Linked DNA regions of Mus musculus: region 1 is linked to region 2. A link is a contact called in public Hi-C data. All regions are on one chromosome and are shown on one strand. Each heading gives the region's core, a stretch centred on a gene start, on an enhancer-like site or on the middle of the called end of the contact. The rest is flanking DNA. Distances are from core to core; before and after follow the strand shown.

Region 1 (4,968 bases), core at 1,664-4,163, 5.6 Mb before region 2:
AAACTTAACTGCAGCAGAAATTAGCCAAGCCAAACAAGATAACAATTAAAACACTGTTCAGGAAACCTAGTATTTTGAAACTAAGAACAAAGAAACAAAGAAGAATTAGTTGCTGGCAACTTCTGCGCTCAACAAGTACCTTAAAAACAACCCGATTTAGTTAACATTCGATTTTCCTTCTGTTGTGTTTTATAAAACGGTGGCATAAAGAGGTGGGAGGGGCACCTCAGCTGGCAGGCCAAGGTGTTCCCCTGAGGAGTCACCACCCTACGACAAGCCTAGTACAAAAGGAAGTTTATGGGGGAAGGGAAGGGGACCTGGAAAAGGGGTAGAAAAAGGAGGGGGACAGAGAATGACAGAAAGAGAGAAGAGAAAGAGAGAAAGAGGTGGGTTGGGAACACTGGAAGGAGAGAGAGAGACAGAGATAGAGACAGAGCAGAGACATAGAGACAGACAGACAGACAGACAGACAGACAGACAGACACACTCACACTGAGAGAGACAGAGACAGAGAGACAGAGAGCTAGGGTAGCCGAACAATTCTTATATGCCAGGTTGGCTTGCACCTGGCAGGCAAAGCCAACACTAGTTGCTGGGTAGCTGTTGGGCGGAGCCTAGAGTAACTGCTAACACTTCGGTACTATATTGGTCCTTGTCACAAAGTTTTACCAACAGGAAAATATTTTAATGCAGTTATTTATTTTTTGATTAAGTCCTAAGAAAACTCCAGGAAAACATGATGGTAGATAGACATTATTTGGATTGGTTGGAAATCGTGTCAGTTACAGAGTATGTGATGTCTCATGACGCCAGATTAACATGTTCACTGTGCAGAAGATTAAAAAGTGTGTGTGTGTGTGTGTGTGTGTGTGTGTGTGTGTGTAAATGGTCAGAGTGAAAAGAATCCATTGGCTACCCAAAGAACCATCTTGCCGGCTCAGCTGTTAAAGGCACCTGCTGCTCTTGTAGGGGACCTGGGTTTGGTTCCTGGCACTCCCATCTGGTGGCTCAAACTTGCCTGGAACTCCAGTCTAGGGGATTTATGGACCTTTTTTAGTCTCCACAGGAACAGGCAAGCATGTGGTGCACCGACATGTGGAACACATACATGTAAAAATAAATACAATCCTGGATTTCATGGTTTTATCTTTGGAAGACACTCCTAGCTTTAGAACTGTGAGAGTTTTTGGTTTTACTTCTCTGTGCAGCCTCTCTCCTTGAGACTTCCCTTGCTGGTCATAACTTAATTTCTTTTAGGTTCTTACAACCCAACTTGGTCTACTTTAGGCTGTTTATTAAGTTGTTTTGTGTTCATGTCTTGCCTTTGAAACAGAATGCAAAGTCACGAAGGATAAGGGCTATGAATTTTTTATTTGTGTTCTTTGCTTGGGAGGAGACAATGAACGTATTGCTCAATAAATAGTCTTTGACTAATACAAGGCAAGTGAGTTCAGTGATACCCTGCTGACATCTTGTTTATTTGTGCAAATGAAATGTTTTCCTTGTTTCTTCTTGCACAGAACTAATTGCAACTGTTTTATCCACTTGTTTCTACAAGTTTTGCTTCAGAATTCACCATTGGCAATCTTTTTAGGAGTAGTGAAAGATGCTCAAAGCGGGGCTATAGGAGGGAGTGGGAATGGCTATTTACAAAGTCTCTACTCTTGTTCTACACTGTAAATAAACATTTCTTTTAACACATTAACTGCTAAAGCTCCAGTCAGGTTCATTCACCCAGGGACCTACAAAAAAATAAACGGCAGAGCTGAGTTTCAGAGACCCAAGTCGGCCTGGTTCCAACGGGCAAAGCAGTTTAAGTGTCCGGTAGCTGTGAGAATTCAAAGGCGTAATTTCTTGAAAAAAAAAAAAAAAACAAAAAACCAACACTAGGCACAATAGTTGGCAGTCAACACGTTGCTCCCCCATACTTGCTCAGGCCTTGAAGTTGACTTTTTCAAATAGGAGGGGAGGAAAATTAAGGTCATATTAATTAAATTTGTCAATAAGTTGAAGAAAGCTCGTGTTTGATTACAATAATCCTACGCCGGCCTTCATATTGACTCTAGAGGAAAAAAAAAATAATGCCTGGCAATGTTTCAAACCACGATGCCTAATTTAGAACGATTTCTATTTCAAAAGAGGGTGTAGGAAGTCATCTTTGGCCAACAAGAGACTCAAGGAATACAATAATGTATGCCTATGAAAAATTCACTGCGTTTCTCACCCACCCCAAAGAAAAACATTGCTTTTGACCCGCAGGGAACTCTGTAGGTGAACTGTGGGGTCCCCACATTTGCGGGGGGGGGAAGGGGACCCCGCCTTGAACTTCGAAGTTCTCGCTCCCATAGCTGTTCTCTTTTAGATCTCTCACAAGCGACACCTTTGCAAAAAAAAAAAATAAATAAAAAAGAAAGAAAAAAGAAAGTGGGGTAACCGGGGCTCATTTTGCAGAACCCCTTTGGTATCTGTATGGGCCGGGCAGCCAGCTGTGTCGTACACCCCAGGGAGACCAAGTGCCCGCAGCCCGCCACACCTGGAGGATGGTGGCGCGCGCCCCCGCGTGACGTCACCGCACCTGGCACCAGCTGCCGGAGCCTGGGTGGCGCGCGCGGGGGCCGCAGGGGGCGTGGCCGGGAATCCCAGATCGTTCTCGCGAGATTTCGCCCCAGCCGGGTCCCGACTCTCTTCACACTGGGCCCGTGGCTTGCCACCGCGTTCTCGAGCGTGGCGCGCTCCGCCTCCGAGGGAGCGGGTGCGGGCTGACCGTGCGAGACCCCGCCAAGTGCCTCAGCCAGCTGCGAGCGGAAGCGGCCCGGGAGCGTGGCTGAGTGCGCCCTGTGCTCAGGCGCGGACCCCGTTCTCCACCCCCCCTCCCACCCCCGCCTGCCGGGGCTGCGGCCGAGGCCGGGCGTGAGGAGCGGCCAAGCGCGCCGCGGGCGGATGGAGTCGCTTCCCCGCCGCGCCTGAGCCGGTGCACAGAAGGGGCCGCGGGGCCGCGCTCTCCCCGCCAGAGCCGCAGCATGGGTAAGCACTACCGCGCCGGCCACTGGGCTCCTCGCACGCGGGTCGGCTCCAATCGGGCTCTCCCCTCGTCGGTCCTTGTGCGGGACAGCGGGGCTCGAACCCGTGACCCGTTGCCCTGCGCCCTCTGGGAGCCCCTGACTTCCATGGGGGAGGGCGATCGCGAACTTGAGAAAGTGGCACTTGCAGCTCTGCTACTCGGTGGCTTGGTACAGATTGGTTTAAAAAAGAATGCACTCACACCCCCACATCTACTATGCACGCGCACACACACACACACACACACACACACACACACACACACACACACAGACATTTTGTCATAGAGAATTGGAAGCACAGGAAGAAACTTAATTCTCTTTGCGATCGGCTGGGCTTTTTGGCAGTGATTTGTGACTTCTCTCCCCTTCCTCTTTTCGTGGGTCAGTTTTTTGAAATCGTTTTTCCTGGTATTCGTCGTCTGCCTTGTCAGGTGTGTTGGCACCTAGCAGCGCGGCGAATTTCCTCCTCCTGAGGACTGGGTTAGGGGTTCGGTTATTCTAGGATTCCCAGTTGGAACCTCTGGAGGAGCTGTTTGCTGTTTCCTGTTTGGAGGGAGACTTCCTTCTTGGAGGCGAGCAAAAGTACCGGGGCCACAAGGTTGTTTTTCTGTGCGTTCTTCAGGTTTTCGTTTGGAGTCAGAGAGAGAGAGAGCAAGCGTCGCAGCGGACTTCTTTGAAAAGGAGTTTTGTTCAGTGGTGTAACAGTTCTTTTGATAAGTTGCGTCTGGGCTAGACACGAGCTCCCTCGAATGGTTATAATTTAAAAGTAAAGTAAAAGTATGTTTCTCCCCCGCCCCCCCGCCCCCAGCTTGGTGTTACCACAAGGCAAAAAGTGTAAGACCAGTATTTGGTTTTGTGGTATAAATCAGAAAGACATTATCACGTTCTCACTCCAGAGTCGATGCTGCTTAAAACCATTACTGAAATTAATAATTCAGGAAACTAGCGGATGATTTAGAAGCCCAACAAAAACAGGAGCTCTGCTGATGTGGCACCCCGTGCCCACACTTTGTTTTGTGGGAGACAAATTTAGCTAGTGTTTACAGACACTGGCTATTCTGTTTTCTTAGAGCTTCTAATTTTATTCTCCCTCCGCTTCCCTCCTGCTTTGTGTACCTTTTATACACCAAGTGCTTTTTGACTCAGGAGACAAACATTTGCTGTTAGGGACTTTGAAATGAATTCCTTTCCACTTGATTAGTTGAGTTTACGGGGTAATTGCAGGCTTATTCTAAAGCATCAAAAGCTAGCTTAACTGATTGGGATGAAAAGCTAAAATTAAGTATACAATTCTTATCTGTCTTAAGTCAGGATGCAGAATGTAATTAAACATCTTTTGATGGTCCAGAGTCATCATTTTGTGACTTTGAGTTGCTGTGAGCCCTTTTAACCACCTTGGATCTTGTATACTGTTGGACCAGGTGCTAAACAACAGACAGTTCTTTGCAGTTTGCAGTTATTTTAAGTACCCGTCCTTGGAACTGCTGGTTATCCGATGGGCTTGAAACTATGATTAGTATCGCCTTTCACCTTCCCCGTTCTCTCTCTCTCTCTCTCTTTTAAACCGTGGAGATCATTTAAATTTGTGATTTTTGCATAGGGGAAAATCAGTAGGTCTATACTTGAGTATAAGGTCTTCTCCTTCTCTCTTTCTGTCTCTGTCTCTTCACCTCCTCTCCCTGTCTTTGTCTCTGTCTCTGTCTCTTCTCTTCAGGTTCTTACAGTGTAGTTCTGGATATCCTGGCACACACTCTATAGATCAGGCTAGTTTTGAACTCACAGAGATCCACCTACCTCTGCCTCCCAAATGCTAAGATTAAAGTCACTATACCCAGCTAAGGTGTTTTTGTTTTTGTTTTTGTTTTTCCAGTAGAGTTTTTCTCTATAGCCCTGGCTGTCCTGGAAC
Region 2 (4,546 bases), core at 1,280-3,779:
TTTTGCTTACCTGCACCCCTCCTCTTGCACACCACAACAATAGTGATCACACCTCCCAGGAGAACCAGACTAGCAACGATGACCATGATGACGACAGATGATTGAGACGATCTTCCTGGGAAAGGAGTGGAGGGTGAGAGTCATGATGCCCAGTTCTCAGTTCTGATCTTAATCTAGGCTCCTTCTTTCCTTGACTCTGTTACCCTTCTCTTCCTTACCCCATTTCAGGGCAAGGGGCTCGGTTAGCCCCTCATGGTGCACATAACATGTGTATCTCTGCTCCTCTCCAGAAGGCACCACCACAGCTGCCCACTTCTGGAAGGTTCCATCCCCTGAAGGCCTCGTTTCCACAAGCTCCATGTCCTGGGTCAGGTCCTCTTCATCCTTCTGCCAGGTCAGGGTGATGTCAGCAGGGTAGAAGCCCAGAGCCCAGCACCTCAAGGTAACATCACCTTTGGGTCTCGGGTGATGGGCCACATGTGCCTTTGGGGGATCTGGGTGGGGGAAAGGTGGAAAATTCAAGTATTTTGCATTATTTTTGGAGAGTCATTGGAGATCATAGGAGCATCCTCTGGATGGACAGAATTAGGGCACAGGAGGGATGTAAGCACCATACGGGAGTCTGGATCCAGGGACCTATCATGATCCATTCCTTGGAATGTTCTAAAATCAGGGTTAGTGCACTGGATAGTTTTATGTCAACTTGACACAAACTAAAGTTATATGAGAGGAGGGAATCTCCGTTAACAAAATGACAGCATAAGATCAAATTGTAGGCAAGACTAGAGGTCATTTTCTTAATTAGTGATTGATGCTGTGGGGCCCAACTCATTGTGGGTGGTTCCATCGCTGGGCTTGAGGTCTGGGTTCTATAAGAAAGCAGGCTGAGCAAGCCATGGGGTGCAAGACAGGAAGCAGCACTCCTCCATGTCATGTAGATCAGTTATTTGACTTTCTGTCCTGACTTTCTTCAATGACAAACAGTGCTGAAAGGGTAAGCCAAATAAACCCTTTCTTCCCCAACTTGCTTTTGGCCATGGTGTTTCTTTGTAGCAATAGAAGCCCTAAGAGAAAATCTAGTAGGGAGCTTCACATTTCCCATCTCTAGTCCTGATTAGGTTGAGCAGAGACTCACAGCATTAGTGCAGTGTGACTTCCAAAGACATTAGGGGTGTTGAGAGAACCAGACCTGAAAGAGGCCATGGTACACAATGAGCTGCAGACTGAATGGAAGTGGTTGGTTGTGTATCTCAGGGTGTTTTCTCCTTCCATTCTGGGACAGATTCAAATGTTCTGAAAGTAGGGTCAGCCCTGGGGACAGTCACTCTCTGATGTTGGATCAGGAAGGCCAGTACCACTCTTCCTCCTCCTTGTGCAGTATTCCAGCGGATCTGGTATTTCCTCCCTCCCCAGACATCAAGAGCCTCACTTGTATGTTTGAGGGGGTTATCTTTGCTTACTAAAAGTGGTTCCTAGTTGTTCCTCATACCTGCTCGCTGAAGAATCTCCTTGCCATTCCGCAGGAATCTGTGGAGCAGCTCCAGGCACTCTCCCTCCACATAGGCCCTGAAGTACTCTGCTGTGCCAGCTGACTCTAAACGGCTCTTCGTGATCTGAGACACCATGTCCACTGCAGTCCAGGAGCTCAGGTCTTCATTCAGGGTGATGTAATCTGAGCCATCATACGCAGCCTGATAGTGGGCTCCAAGAAGGCGCATGTCTGGCCCTACCTCACAGGAAACCATCCACTGCAGGATGTGAGAGCCTAGCCACAAACAGGGTGTCAGCCTTAGCCACCTCACCCTGCTCCGCCCGCCAACAGGATTTGGACCTAAACTGAAAGTGAAACCGGTTAAAGGTTTCTGAGAGCTCTGAAGCCCAACTCCAAACATCTAACCTGGCACCCAGGGCTACTCTGGTTTGGCAGTAGACAGACAGGAAGGAGTCTGACCCAGGCTTAGGGTCACTCACCGCCTTCACTCTGGTTGTAGTAGCGGAGCAGGGTCCGAAGGTTTGCTCTGGCACTTTGTGCAATATTCTTGACCTTGAGTTTCAGCTCCTTCCAGTACTCTGGTCTTTCCTTCTCCATCCAAGGTGCACGAGGTTCCATCCTCGGAATTTCCTCAATGCTATCACAGCGCTGAAACTGCACGTCGTCAACATAGCCCACAGAGATATACTGGGGCTCCCCACGGCCCGGCCGTGACACCGCAGTGTGGAAATAGCGCAGTGAATGTGAGCCTGGGGGCGAGGCAGGGTAACTTCAGAACTCTTCCCTGATAACCCCGGGCCAGTGAACAAGCATTGGGTTGGGGGTGGGGCAGGGAGCGGAACTCAGGTCCCGGCAGAAAAGGGATCCCCGAGCACCTGGTCCCGATGCCGTGATCCTCTCTTTAGAGGTTATTTACTTCCCGACCCCTGAACTCACCAGAACCTGTTTGGGTAACAGCCAAAGAGACCACCACCATGTGCAGGAGAGCGCGGTTGCTTGAGGACCCCATCCTTCCCGTGGTAGCCCTGATTAGATTCGCTAAGTACACGCCAACCAATTAGAATGGGAATTGGAGAAGCGTCATCAGTATCCGGGCAAAAGTACCCGACAAAGTTTACAGAGTTACAGAGAAGTGAAACCTCAGAGGAAATGGGGGAATCTCCAATGCTGGGTTAAACCTGGAAACTGGGCTTGGATTTGATCTCTGTTCTCCTACACTGAGTACTTAATGTCACGTTTCCTAGAACATTTTTAATATTCTAGGATCAGTATGTTCTCTAAAACAAACAAAACGGTTTTTTTTTCGTTTTGTTTTATGTGTACTGATGTTTTGCTTATATTTATGTATGTGCACCTCATGAATGCCTGGTGACAGCAGAGGCTAGAAGTGGGCATCTGACACCCTGGAACTTGTGATACTGGTCCTATCAATTGCCACATGAGTTCTGGAAATAAGACCCAGGCAAACTCCATGGATAAGTTTTATGAGTTAGGTCTACCAATAATTATCACTTGGGGTGCACACTTATAAACCCAGTCTCCAGGACATATAGGATTTTGGAAGGAGTTCAAGGTTGTCTTCAGCTAGGGAGTTCAGTAACACAGTGAGATGAGGAGCTCTGGTAAGAAATGTTCCAAGAGGTCTTATGGTCAAACCTTTTAGTTATTAGGAGTGGAAGCCCCTGAGTTTTTCTTGTTTGCAAGCTCTAAAGTCCTCCCATCCCACTGGGGATCCAAGCAAGAGTTCTTGGAATCAGTGTAGGCACAGGAAACTGACTTGGATGCAGATTCATTAACACAGTTGGCAATTTGGGAAATAGCTCTGGCAGATAGAAAACAAGGACAATATTTAAACAAAAATATTGAGATAAAGACTAATGAATCTAAAGTTGATTTTAGCAGTTTGATGGTTTGCCATAGACAATATGATTACTCAATTTTCACTCAGAAATCATATTAGTCACAAATGTCATAAATGAACTGTTTAGATGGTATGCTGTATTTCAATAGGCCCACTTGCTGTATATAAACAGCAGTCCCTACAGGTAAATTAGCCAAACTCTCACCCCTATTGCTCAATTTCCATGTTGTTTTGTCTTGTTTTATATTTTGAGACAGGGTTTCTTAGTCCTATCTGTCCTGGACTCAATTGGTAGTTGATGTGGCCTTGAACTCACAGAGATCCTCCTGCCTCTGCCTCCTGAGTGTTGGGGTCAAAGGTGTGCAATGCCATGCCTGGTTCAGACTCCATGTTTGATCACAAATGATCCACGGTGTCAGTAGAACTCAGCTTAAAGCTCGTCATTTTAATTTGCAGTATATTACTCTAAGTTTCATGACTTTCTGCATTCACTATATGTTGGATTTCTCAAGAACTGCTGTGGCGCTGCCCCACCTTTGATATTATTGCCACCCTTTCCTCTCTTGTAATTGGCCAAAGGTTTTACCAAAATGTTATTATTTTCAACATCAATGAAATGACTAGAACAAAAAGAAAATGAGTGGCTTGATTCTTATGGGAAATGAAATTTGGACAGAGTGATTCCTTGGAGAGAAAACCCCAAGATGTTAATGCCCAAGATGCTGCTGGGAAAGTATGAGAGGGTTCATTCTGGTCTTCCCTCTGTCAGAACACAAAGTGAGATCTGCTGAGATTAAGTATTGTAAGTATAAGTAAATTCATCTATCCATTTTAAAGTATGTACTGCAGCTTAGACTGATGTAATACTGGCATAAAATTTCTCTCATTTCCCCCTATTTCTATATCTCTCACTTTCTCTTTTACCCCTCCCTTCTTTCATCCCTCACTCCCATCCTTCCTTAGACAAGTTGTCCTATAGGCCAAGCTAGTGTGAAAATCTCAATGTAGCTCAGGTGAACTAACCTTTTCAACTCTTTTTTAAAAAATTATTAATTCAGTTTTTTTTTATACTTTAAATCCCTATCACAGTTTCCCCTTTCTCCTTTCTTCCCAATCTCTCCCTTTCCACTCCCCTCCCTCTCTCCTCACAAAAGGATCCTCCAATGGATATCAACCCTCCTTAGCATTTCAAC

Evidence for each region. A called contact is a pair of places that touch in the nucleus more often than the background predicts.
Region 1: a Hi-C map of B cells shows a contact between it and region 2, with 9 read pairs. The contact joins the promoter of Cd2ap here to the promoter of H2-M3 in region 2. A contact is called at or near these places in 3 of 484 Hi-C or Micro-C datasets (B cells, CD4 T cells and CD8 T cells).

What each region holds. Positions count from the first base shown.
Region 1 is chr17:42,874,369-42,879,336 of GRCm38.p6, reverse strand. It overlaps Cd2ap (CD2-associated protein), which reads left to right and starts at 2,913. Exons shown (of 18, transcript NM_009847.3): 1 at 2,913-3,024. The coding sequence starts at 3,021.
Region 2 is chr17:37,268,217-37,272,762 of GRCm38.p6, reverse strand. It overlaps H2-M3 (histocompatibility 2, M region locus 3), which reads right to left and starts at 2,529. Exons shown (of 8, transcript NM_013819.2): 1 at 2,429-2,529; 2 at 1,972-2,241; 3 at 1,490-1,765; 4 at 219-494; 5 at 11-115. The coding sequence starts at 2,501.